2 separate regions of the Mus musculus genome follow, and region 2 is linked to region 1. The links are chromatin contacts, called in public promoter capture Hi-C maps. All regions are on one chromosome and are shown on one strand. Each heading gives the region's core, a stretch centred on a gene start, on an enhancer-like site or on the middle of the called end of the contact. The rest is flanking DNA. Distances are from core to core; before and after follow the strand shown. Region 1 overlaps Dgki (diacylglycerol kinase, iota). Region 2 holds the start of Atp6v0a4 (ATPase, H+ transporting, lysosomal V0 subunit A4).

Evidence for each region. Promoter capture Hi-C pulls out the DNA fragments that hold promoters and counts their contacts.
Region 2: a contact with region 1 is called in a promoter capture Hi-C map of 3T3-L1-derived adipocytes, with 4 times the contacts expected there. The contact joins the promoter of Atp6v0a4 here to the enhancer-like site in region 1. A contact is called at or near these places in 12 of 39 promoter capture datasets (the 3T3-L1 cell line, 3T3-L1-derived adipocytes, the HPC-7 cell line and 7 more).

Annotation. Positions count from the first base shown.
Region 1 is chr6:37,094,940-37,100,212 of GRCm38.p6, forward strand. It overlaps Dgki (diacylglycerol kinase, iota), which reads right to left. Exons shown (of 34, transcript NM_001081206.2): 4 at 2,613-2,687; 5 at 1,309-1,365. Among named protein-coding and RNA genes, the nearest start is that of Gm52857, 190 kb to the left of the region's middle. Within about 2 kb of position 2,617, at least 39 of the 459 cell types and tissues checked have an H3K27ac peak or open chromatin away from gene starts, as enhancers often do.
Region 2 is chr6:38,122,549-38,127,821 of GRCm38.p6, forward strand. It overlaps Atp6v0a4 (ATPase, H+ transporting, lysosomal V0 subunit A4), which reads right to left and starts at 2,038. Exons shown (of 21, transcript NM_080467.3): 1 at 1,780-2,038. It overlaps D630045J12Rik (RIKEN cDNA D630045J12 gene), which reads right to left. Exons shown (of 20, transcript NM_194061.3): 20 at 626-5,273.

The DNA of each region.
Region 1 (5,273 bases), core at 1,367-3,866:
AGGCCAGTGTGGTCTACAGAGTGAGTTTCAGGACAGTCAGGGCTACACAGAGAAACCCTGCCTCGAAAAAAAACAAAAAACAAAACAAAACCCAAAAAAACAGAAAAGGAAAGGAAAGGGGAGAGGAGGGGAGGGGAGGGGAGAGAAGAGCAAAGCAAAGCTGTGTGCTAGGGCTGACCACACCACAACAACCTGTTTACAATAAACAGACAACTCTTGGATAAAAGGTTTGTGGTAGCTGAGCCATACCACAACCAGTCCACAATCTTAGGGTTCACAATGTGATCAAATATTCTGCATCTTCACATCAGATTCATTCCTCAAATAACCTTCTTACAACAATGAATCAGTTTTGCTCAATGGAAGCTTGATTTATAAGGATAACTCCCCACACACCCAAAATCCTTCACTAATTCTTGCCAACTTTACACCTGTAAACTCATCTTAGCAAGCATGTTTCTCTCAGCTCAGACACAATTATTTCTTAACCTCTATGGCAAGAGCTGCTCTAATTGTCTCTATGTCCCCAACAGCATCGACCCTCATGATGTTCCCTCCACACTGCAGGCAGCATAATATATTCTACTTAGATAGCGCAGTGCGAACCTGCAAATCCCTGATGACTTCCAGCCTGCGTCCAAGGAAGTGGAAGCCTGACTTCCACTGTCTAGCTCTAACTCTCCTCCCAAGTAATGCATCTTACTAAGCTCTCACCTAGGCTTATGTGCTGCTGCTGTTTCTGTCTAAATGGTTGTCTCCCTGTATCTCACATCGCACCCTTTGCCCTAGAAGAGTCCTAAAAGATTCAATCAGTGCCCACATCTCTCAGAAAGCCCATTATCTGGCTCTCTCTCTCTCTCTCTCTCTCTCTCTCTCTCTCTCTCTCTCTCTCTCTCCCTCCCTCCCTCCCTCCTTCTCTTCCTCCTCCTCCTCTTCCCCCTCTCCCTCTCTCCCTCCCTCCCCCCCTCCCTCCCTCCCTCCCTCCTTTTCCTCATCCTCCTTTTGTGGACTAGAGAGTACAACTCAGACCCTAGTTCTAAACTGTCTAGAATAATGGGGAACTCCCCCAACCCCACTTTTCCATTTCATGCGTTAAGACTCTGGCTCCCAAACCCACTCCACTGACAGAATAAAGTACAGTATACCGAAGAATCTTGGAGACTCTTTGTCCTTATTGACACATTAAGAAGAAACTGCTGTATAATGAGGGGAGACAGACCTCATTTGTCAATCCTAGGTGAATCCCTGGGAGATTCGGTGAACCTAGGAGAGTTCAAGGTGCTCTCTGAAACAACTCACAAAACTCACTTCTCTTGGCGATCTGGAGCCTCCTTCCCGAAATGTTGGTTTACATCTGAAATTAATCTGCCATTTGAAGAGAAAAGTATGTTAATGTTAGTGACGAGCAACAGGTTGAAGAGAGCTACCTGAGACCAGAAAGCAACCAATAGTGGTAGACATGAAGGCTATAAACCAAGCCCAGGAAGAATAAGGAATCCGTTCTAGCCTGCTCCTACTCTCCCGAAGCATCTCACTAGACGATCCACAGAGGTACAGTGCCATTTCACACCTCCAGTCGGCAGTCCTGCATTCTCATCCATGCAGTCTAACTTCAAACAAACAAACAAAAACGTTCTTAGCCCATGAATCTGGAAAAATGGAGACCAAAGTCACAGGTAAAGTACATGGCAGCTGAAGTCATCCGGGTAAGTTGGGTTTTTTTTTTTTTTTTTTTTGCTTTTTTTTTTAAAGTAGAAAATATAAACCTGAGAAGTCCTAACTGCTGTGATAACCATTCAAACACACGCACAGATATTCCCTGTAAAAGGACTCAGCACTGCCTTGCTCTGTGGATGAGAAGTGTCCTCGTGAGCTCTTTTGCTCCTGTATAAAGTGAAGTAGAGTGCAGACGAGAAAAATCTAGTCCAAGTGTTAGGCATGGCTGTGAGATATAGGTTGACAGCAGCTGGAGGTGCTGGCGAAGCTAAGCAAACATTGTACAAAGCTAAAATAGTCCCACCGTGATTGCCAAGGGCAGCGCACGAATATAGATCCCACTCAGTGTCTCGCCTGGACACGGAGGAGGAATTATAAATGAGAGCAGCAAGCAGCTCTCTCGCAGAGCTCTGCCCTTCCCCCCAGATGGTAAATGAATAGACAGTTCAGAATCCACTTCTGGAGACAAGACACCACCCTTGGGATGCCACTCCTGGCTTAGCCACACATTTCATGCTGCACCAGCAAAAACTGCTGCCCGTGAGGTCTGCAGCAGCATCTGGGAGCTGCTTTCGGCTGGCTTGGCTAACTCTCCCTTCGAGCTCCTTTAGGAATATGTGAACTCACCGAGAGAAACATATGGAAGCTACAATCTTAAAAGGCTTATTGTAAGTGTTGCCAAGCTTTCCCAAAGTTCAATGCAACATAATATCAAATTAAACCCAGGAAAACAAGACCATGGCTGACCTTTATATATTGTCTTTTCATTGTTATTCTGGTAAGTCATCCTGAACTCAACAATTTTTGGTTTTGTTTTTTAAAAAGTTAGACATTGACACCAGATCTTGGTAAGTGACCGAAGCCAACACACTCGCCAGCAGGTGGCGCTCGCTTACCTTCTCTAGTTGCTCAATGCAGGCTGTGTGGACCACGATTTTGCAGACGGCACACTTCCTCCTGAGAGCGGATTTCTACAACATTCAATTCAAAATACAGGAGAGAAGTGTTAGCAAGCTGTTCTGGAGACTTCCCTGGAATGAACGCGAGACTCCTTAAATTAAGCAAAATTGTAAGTGCTTCTGTTACTAAGCAAATTGAAAACCCCTAAACATGTCAAGGTAACTACCCACAGGCACACCAGTGGCCTAGACAGGCTTCTTCGCAATATAACAGCAATACCTGTTACAAAGAGGGCTTATAACATAAACCAAGGTCTTTAGTCTGTTACACCAGTTTTAAGTGCTACGCCTGAACAACGCAAGCACTGTCCTTACGTTTTCAAACTTTTTCACACATTCCAACTTCACTCTTGAGGGACAGAGTCAATATTCTTATGTACAAAACAAGCATTCCACCCATACTCTCGGAGGCTGCATCTCCATGACTGGTTGCTTTAAGCTTCTGTTCTAGGCACAAATCTCGTCGGTGCTATTTGGGTTTCTACCCAAATCTTCAGGAGCGAGATTACAAGTCGGGATTCACACCCAGGAAGCAACAATAACAAACCACTAGCAACAAGGACAGCGTGGGCCACTGGTTAGAATACAGGTCTTGCTCTATGCCCTGACAGGCACATCACAGATGGTCATTCACTTAACCTTTACAGCCTTGTGAAGTAGGGATAGCCCTTATCTATCCCTGCTTCACAGGTAAGAAAACCCACACGCAGCCAGTGACCGGTCCAAGATCGCCCCATTAGGGCACAGCACACCCAATGTGTCTGGCTCCTAAGTGCCATCAAATTTAGCCTTGATTTTGGGCACGCGTTTAAATTCACAGAGAAAAGCTTTCTGGGGTCTATGTTATCTCCAATGATTAAACACTCGAACATGGTGCACGTAGAGAGATGACCGTATGGGCTTCTGATGTCACTCCTGCCAGCATCGCCTAGGGATGTGCAGAGGCCTCTACAAGGACAGGCCTGAGCAAGAGCTGCCTGCCGGGATAATTCTGTTGGATGGTAGTAACTACCACAGCAGCAAATGCAGCATGTAGTGTGTGAGGATCTTAAACTTTCTAAAGACTGTAAACAGTTACTTTCTTCAACAGGCTCTTCTTCAAACCAGTGCTTGCCTCCCTTAGGTGATGAATTGGAACCACATAACAAATCATTTAATGGGTTAGCTGTTATTTTTCATGCTAAGACACAGCTGTTTTGAACCTAGCATCATACACATAAATATACATATATGCATACATATATATATTAATAAACTAAATATTACCAAATAAATATTAAATATTATAATAAATATTACACCAAACCTATTTTGAGCACAAAAACTCATAATAACAGAGATTATCAAAGAGCCCACATGGGAAAGGCTGGGAGTGCTTGTGCATTTGGAAGGTGTCAGTGTAGACTGCTGGCAACCTGTGACTGATGGCTGGCTTCCCTGAGGAAGGACAGTGGAGCCCAGTGGATCACACCTAACACTTCTGTAGAGACAGGGCCCTGGAGGGACAGACAGCCCTGGGGATGCTGGGGAAGGTAGAAGAAAAGAAACTGTCACTTTTTATTTCCTCTGTGGACCCATCATCCAAGTCTAGACATCAGTCTCTGTGGATAGCATTGATAACTAAGTCACCAGCTTCCAGCCGAGTGCACAGAACACCTCAGCAACAACACTGTGTGTCTGTGAGCTCTTAATGTGTGATCCCCCTCTTGGCATTGGTCTTCCTAACATGATGTAGAACAGTAAGTATGTTTGGCAACTAATTTTTCAGACAACGAAAGATAAGGAAAATCAGAACCTAAGGCTATCGCTCCAAGTGTCTTCCTCTACATCCAAAACCAGAAGGAGGGCTAGGGAGGAAGAGGAGGAAGGAGGGGAGGAGGGAGAATACACACAGCCATGTGGGGAAGAATGTGAAACCGAAGAATCACAGCGATAGCAGCAGTCCTGAAACAGCAGCAGCAATAATACAATTGGATTGCAAATGGTCATAACTAGAATGCTCATAAACAAATAGCCATTGCTCTCCTCTTTCCTATCAGTGTCCTGGTCAGATCTCTGCTTGAGCACCACCTACAGAAAGTGCATGTGACATTTGAGTCATGCCACTAATGGGACTTACCATGAAGCTAAGGAAACCAGAGTTGATAACTCTTCCAGCCCCACCACCTACCTGATCCCTAACAGATTAGGGCACACACATGTCGGGCAACGCTGCTCAAAATGGGCAAACATTTAGGATGGATTCCCAGCACCACAGTGCCTGGAAAGCATCCTCATCAATGAGCCCTATCTCCCTATGCTATTGTGCGTAGGGTCCTCTTATTTAGTCTATGGAGCACCGGGAATTCTAAAAAGGCACTGTATTACAGGAAATTATCAGGCTTCCGAGTCATTGAATTTGAACTCCTTCCTCATTATCTGCCTTGAACCCAAGAAACATTACAACTGTGCCTCCTCAGCTTTTAAGACAAGCCTGAAAAAAAATGCAGAAATACCGGGCTCGGTTGATGCTTCTTAAGTGAAAGCTAGCATCTCATGGGCAAAAGAATGAAATCTGAGTTTTATTTCTGGCTCTTGGTGGTGACTTGACTTTCTGGT
Region 2 (5,273 bases), core at 788-3,287, 1.0 Mb after region 1:
CATGGCAGTATCCTGTTGTCTACCCCAGCTGTCTAGCATTGTCTACCTGACAAGATTAGTTTGTTGGCACGTTTTAAAACACAGCTGTGAATGACAGGGTTCCAGGATCTTTTCCACAGCTTCCCCATTCGCAAGGTCTTTTATACAAAGCTGTCCATGTTTGTGGCCCCTAGGATTCCGTGTTTTTCTTAGTTACTGGGGTCCTCTGTTTTCTGCGTTCTTCTGCTCTCAGGTTGTCAGGGAGTTTCGTTTTCTTGGGTTTCAAAAATAACCCCTTGTTTGCCCTCTTAATTGTCTTTTCAAGGTGGAATGACCTTTGCCCTTCTCATTTGCCTTTTTACACCACAGTGTCCTATCTTTTCACTGTGCTGGCATCTGCTCTAAGGGCACACCAGCCGAGCCACTGGACAGCAGCAAGCGGGCATGGTACCACTGCTGCAAGTGGGGACAGTTCTGCCAGCTCCCAGGAATGGAATGCTGTGAACTGAAGTCCTTGGAGAACCACACTAGGTATTCTTAGCAGGCACTCAAAACCAGAGAACCAAAGGTCACCTCAGCATAAAAAACCACCACTGACAAACTACAAAGCCACCGTGTTCCCAAGGAATGAACCACAAAGAACAGCTTCCACACCGATTCGTAGCATTTATTGACATTTCCATTTTAAAATCCTAGGAAAGCTGTAAAAATTGTAAACATGGGAACCAAACACTTGCATAAATTATTTCCAAACTCTACAGCACATTAGAAAACAGTGCAGCTAATTGAAGGGTAGAAACGTAACTGACAAACAGAAGGGCAGGCTCAGTCACTAAATCACACACCCATACCAGGCTTTAAGTGCCCGTTTGAGATCAGCAAACCGTGATTGTCAAGTTGCAGTCTTGATGCCACAGGTGGCCCAATTCCTTCTGCGGTTTTGTATAGTAACACGAATCGCCTAGCACGAGGGTGCAGAAAGTCAGAGCATGGACCTCAACCGAGTCAGAGACAAGCTGGCATCCTGGAGCAGCCTGGCAGAGCAAGCTTCCCTGATAACCCTACTCCTGTCTCCCTCCTCTCTGCTCCACAGTGCGCTGTGCAGAGATGGGAGCAAAGCCCAGAGCCTTTCTCTTAACCGTTTCAGAACCAGCGCCCTGGTGCTCGGCATGACTGAGTTAATGACCAGAACTCTTGGTTCCTCTAGCACCTCCTGTTTCTTTCCTTACCACCGTGACAGAACTTTAAAGTCTGGCTTTAACTTAGCCCTGTAACGGCGCATTTGGGAGTCAAGTCATGAGTACTTGATATCTGGTGGGCATGAGAAAAGACATCGGTGATCCTCCATGTAATCCCTGGAAGTGGCCCTGGAGCAGGGAAACACAGGAGGAGGCAAAGCAGGCAGCCTGCATTGTGACCTGTCCAGTGGGACACCAACCTGGGAGGAGCATATCAGACACAGACATTCATTGCTCCCCTTGCGTCCTGGCTGGCTCTCAACCGTGTTCCCAAAGGCATTTACTATTCTCTTTCTACACGTCAATGCTGCTGTGTGTTCTTAAGATAATTGCTGAGTGTCCTGTTACACACACAGGCGTGAATTAACACTGTACCGTGACGTTTCAGTTTTCAAGTCTTTTTAACATGGACAAAAGAATTCCAGTTTAGACACCCACAATCACCACCAACCCCTTCCAGCACCCTCCCCCACAAAATAAGCCACCTGAAATGTGCCCGTTCTTGTTTACGAGGTGATGAGTGTAAGCCTATATACTTCATGGGAAGTAGAAACCCTCTCACCTGTTCCAGGAATGCCTGCAATGGGCTGGACTAAATGACGACGTTCAGTGGACTGTCCCACACAGACGTATTTGTGCTCATGGGTGTAGAAGCAGCCTTCCTTGTACTCCCACCTGGACCAGATGTGGACAAGCAGGCTCTGATGACTTTGGAGGTAGAAATGACATGGCGAGGACTCTGCTAGTGGGAAACTTAGTGTGTACTATGACAGGAACACTCTGTCCTGCTCCTAGAACCTTGACCCAACATCTTTCTAAGTGTCTGATTCCCACCTAAGAATCCAGGATGAAAGGGCCAAGGGAGGCCTAAGGAATGATTAACTTGTGAAGTCCTGCCAACGTAGACTAGTGTCCTGGGGACTGGCTTGGTTACTGGAACACTCACCAAGATCTGAAATAGCAGTGAACACTCTGTATACAAGAAAGCAGGGAATTACTGGTTTTGGCTGGAAGCCTTCCAGGCACACTTGCACCTGTGCTTTGGGTCACTGGCCTCATGCCTTCAAAAATTCTGCTTGGCAAAATCCTACTGCTTAAAAGTCACGTGCCATCAAAATCAACACAAACTCCGAAAGTAAATTAAAAACTGGAGGAAAAAATGGAGGTATAGATGATGAAGCCCGATGTAACTTATCCACAACCTGCTGTAACCAAGGAGGCTCAAGGTCTGCTATAAGCTAAGCTCTGCAAGGCCCAGCTTAGCACCACTCAAGTACTTTAGAGCAGACATCAGCAGTTCCTGGTACTCTGACCTCCCTTTCCCCACACCAGGGCTCTTGCTCAGCGGATCTTCACCAGCCTGGACATTTGCTAGCTCTGTTACTAGACAGGTTCCCTCCCAACACTATTTCTTCTTAAGACCGAAGTCACTTGGACAAAAGACCCAATTCCTAAACCCTTCCCCTGGACAACTGTGAGGCTTATCTAGCGCTGTGGCTTGGGTAACATCAAAGTGGCTTCTGCAGCTGGCTTCTGCCCTAAAGACTCATCAATCCCAAACATGTAATTTCTTTGACTTCTGAATATTCAACACACCTGTGCCTTTTGCATTTTATGGGTATCTAAGCCACCCTGCTTATCTATAGCATCCATCTTTTATACCTGTCTGTACTATCCAGCTTAGATTCTAAAATCTCTTGGAAGTCAGGACTCATGTCTGCTGACTCATCTAGTGTCAGGAAGTTGGGAGCAAAAAAAGAAAAAAAAAAAAAAAAGATGCTTCACAGGTGACCTCTGAAACTGACAGAGGACCTGGTAAGTTTGAAACAACACAGCAGTAGGAGGAGTCACATGGGGCTTTGCTCTCATTTGTCTTGCTCTGATTACTGATGGGTGAACCCAGCCACTGGTAGATCACACATCACCCATGGCAGGACATCTACACAGAAAGCCTCTGACATGCTCACAGTGACCGAGGCGCCCTCCTCAAGGGTTGTTTTCAAGTAGGATCACACCTGATTTTTAGAAGCAGAGATCATATGAGGTGTCAGGTCGGGGAGGTTATGGTCTTGTTAACAAGAATGACATACAGAAGGAATCGGACACATGAAATCAGCAACAAAGGAGACTGCAAAAAAGCACTTCTCCAAGCACTCTGTCCTAAAAATGCTGACTTAAATTTGCAGTTTGTGTTTCTCAACAGAACTTCTAAAATTAGAAGGAAAGGACAGACATTAAACTTAACTTTCATTTTGGAGCACTTTAATAATTAATACATGTTGAGGACGACGTTTTTTAGGGGAGCACACTGGATGATTGACTGGACGCCTGCAGGACGTGGCATGTTTCACAGCAGTTTAAGGATGGTCAACCTGCTGTGCCAGTTGTTTAGGGGAAATGAGTGCAAACTGAGTGTGCTTTAAATAACCAACAACTAACTGAGCACTGGCGCCCCCACAGAGCCTGCATGCCACACTCCACTCCACCTTTGGTTGTGACACCCTTTAAAGTTGTATCTGTTCTAAGAGTAAAAATACAGGTAGAATCCCTTCATCATTTCAAAGGCATCAAAATTGCTGTTTTTGTTGTATCCTCTGACACCGAGGCTCATTTTGGCATTGTACAAAGGAGGTACCATTAGGATGCTTGATGTCCAAAACATTCATGACATAAGGTGAGAAAGAGCCATTTATTCTGTGTGTTGATTTGCATTCATCACACAATGTCATACTAAAACTCTGCCTGGATATTTGAGACTTGGTTAGAGAGGCCTGGAAAGAGGATCTTCCAGCTTGGGAAGAGAACGTATTAAATCAAGATTAATAAATAAGCCCAGAACAGGGGTCTCCTCTTCCATCCTCTGCAGAGTGCCTGCAGGCCATCTGACAAAGATCAGTGGGCCCCCTCCTGTATGCCTTCTCATCTGGAGTGTGCAGATAAGCACTGGCTGCCCCAGTTTCCAGGAACAGGTGAGAAGGGCAAAGACAATTCTGGAGCCAGTGATTGCAGTCTGGGGGCTTGTTCTAGCTGTCTCCATTTTCTTCAAACTTGCAGACACACAGTTTTGATTAGGCTGAGCACCACCACCACCACCACCCCAGCCCAAACTCTAACCCATTATCTGTTGTCCAATCAAAAGTATTCATTCATCTGACGAAGAGCTTCATGGTTCAACTCCCTGTTAGTGTACAATTTCCCAGAGTTTCCTTCAGGCACCAGGATGCAGAATGTCATAATGTCGGAGGCCGAGAAATGTGACGTCAGAAGCACACTGTGAGGTAACCTCTCTCTGGCCCAAAGTGAGTATGGCAGACTTCAGACAAAGAAATAATAGCTAAATCAGGAATGGGGGGAAACTCTCATTTCCTTCATGTTTTCAAAACCCTGTATTTCTTCAGTCATTACAGAGGCTGGCAGGAACACAGTTCCACTTCCAGTCCAGAGCTCAGGGGACCTGACTACCGTGGGCAGATTCGTGACAGACAGGTAGTCCTAAGAATCACGGAAAATAACGTCTGCTTCCATAAGACATTCAAACATAACCTGTGAGCAAACTGTCAGTGAAGCACAAGGACCTGGGTTAGGACACCCCAACAGCCTCATTCCGGAGGATGGACCTTGCGGAGATGCTCTGCTATGGTGTCAAGAGTTGGGTGAGCCCAACAAATAAACAACAAATGCAACTAAGACTGGAAACCCAAACTCTGATATGTATTTTGAATAACCAAATAAATATGAAGCTTCCCCCTCCCAAGTACAGCTTTTTCTTTTTCTTTCCCACCCCAGACCCCAGAACACAATGAAACCACCAACATAGTCTTCTACTGCAAAAGCCACAGTTGTATTTCAGACAGAAAGGTGAAGGCCCTCAGAGCTGTAGCACCAGAAGGAGAAAGAACGCAGGCGATGGCTTTGTTTGAAATCACCAGGCCCCACGACCTACCATCAGGTTCTCACTAGAAGCTCTTCTAGATTACCAAAGAGTCTTAGCATGTCTTGTTGTTAATATTACTATTAACCTAAGTTCCTACAGAGGAGAAGAGGGCTCAAGCTGTT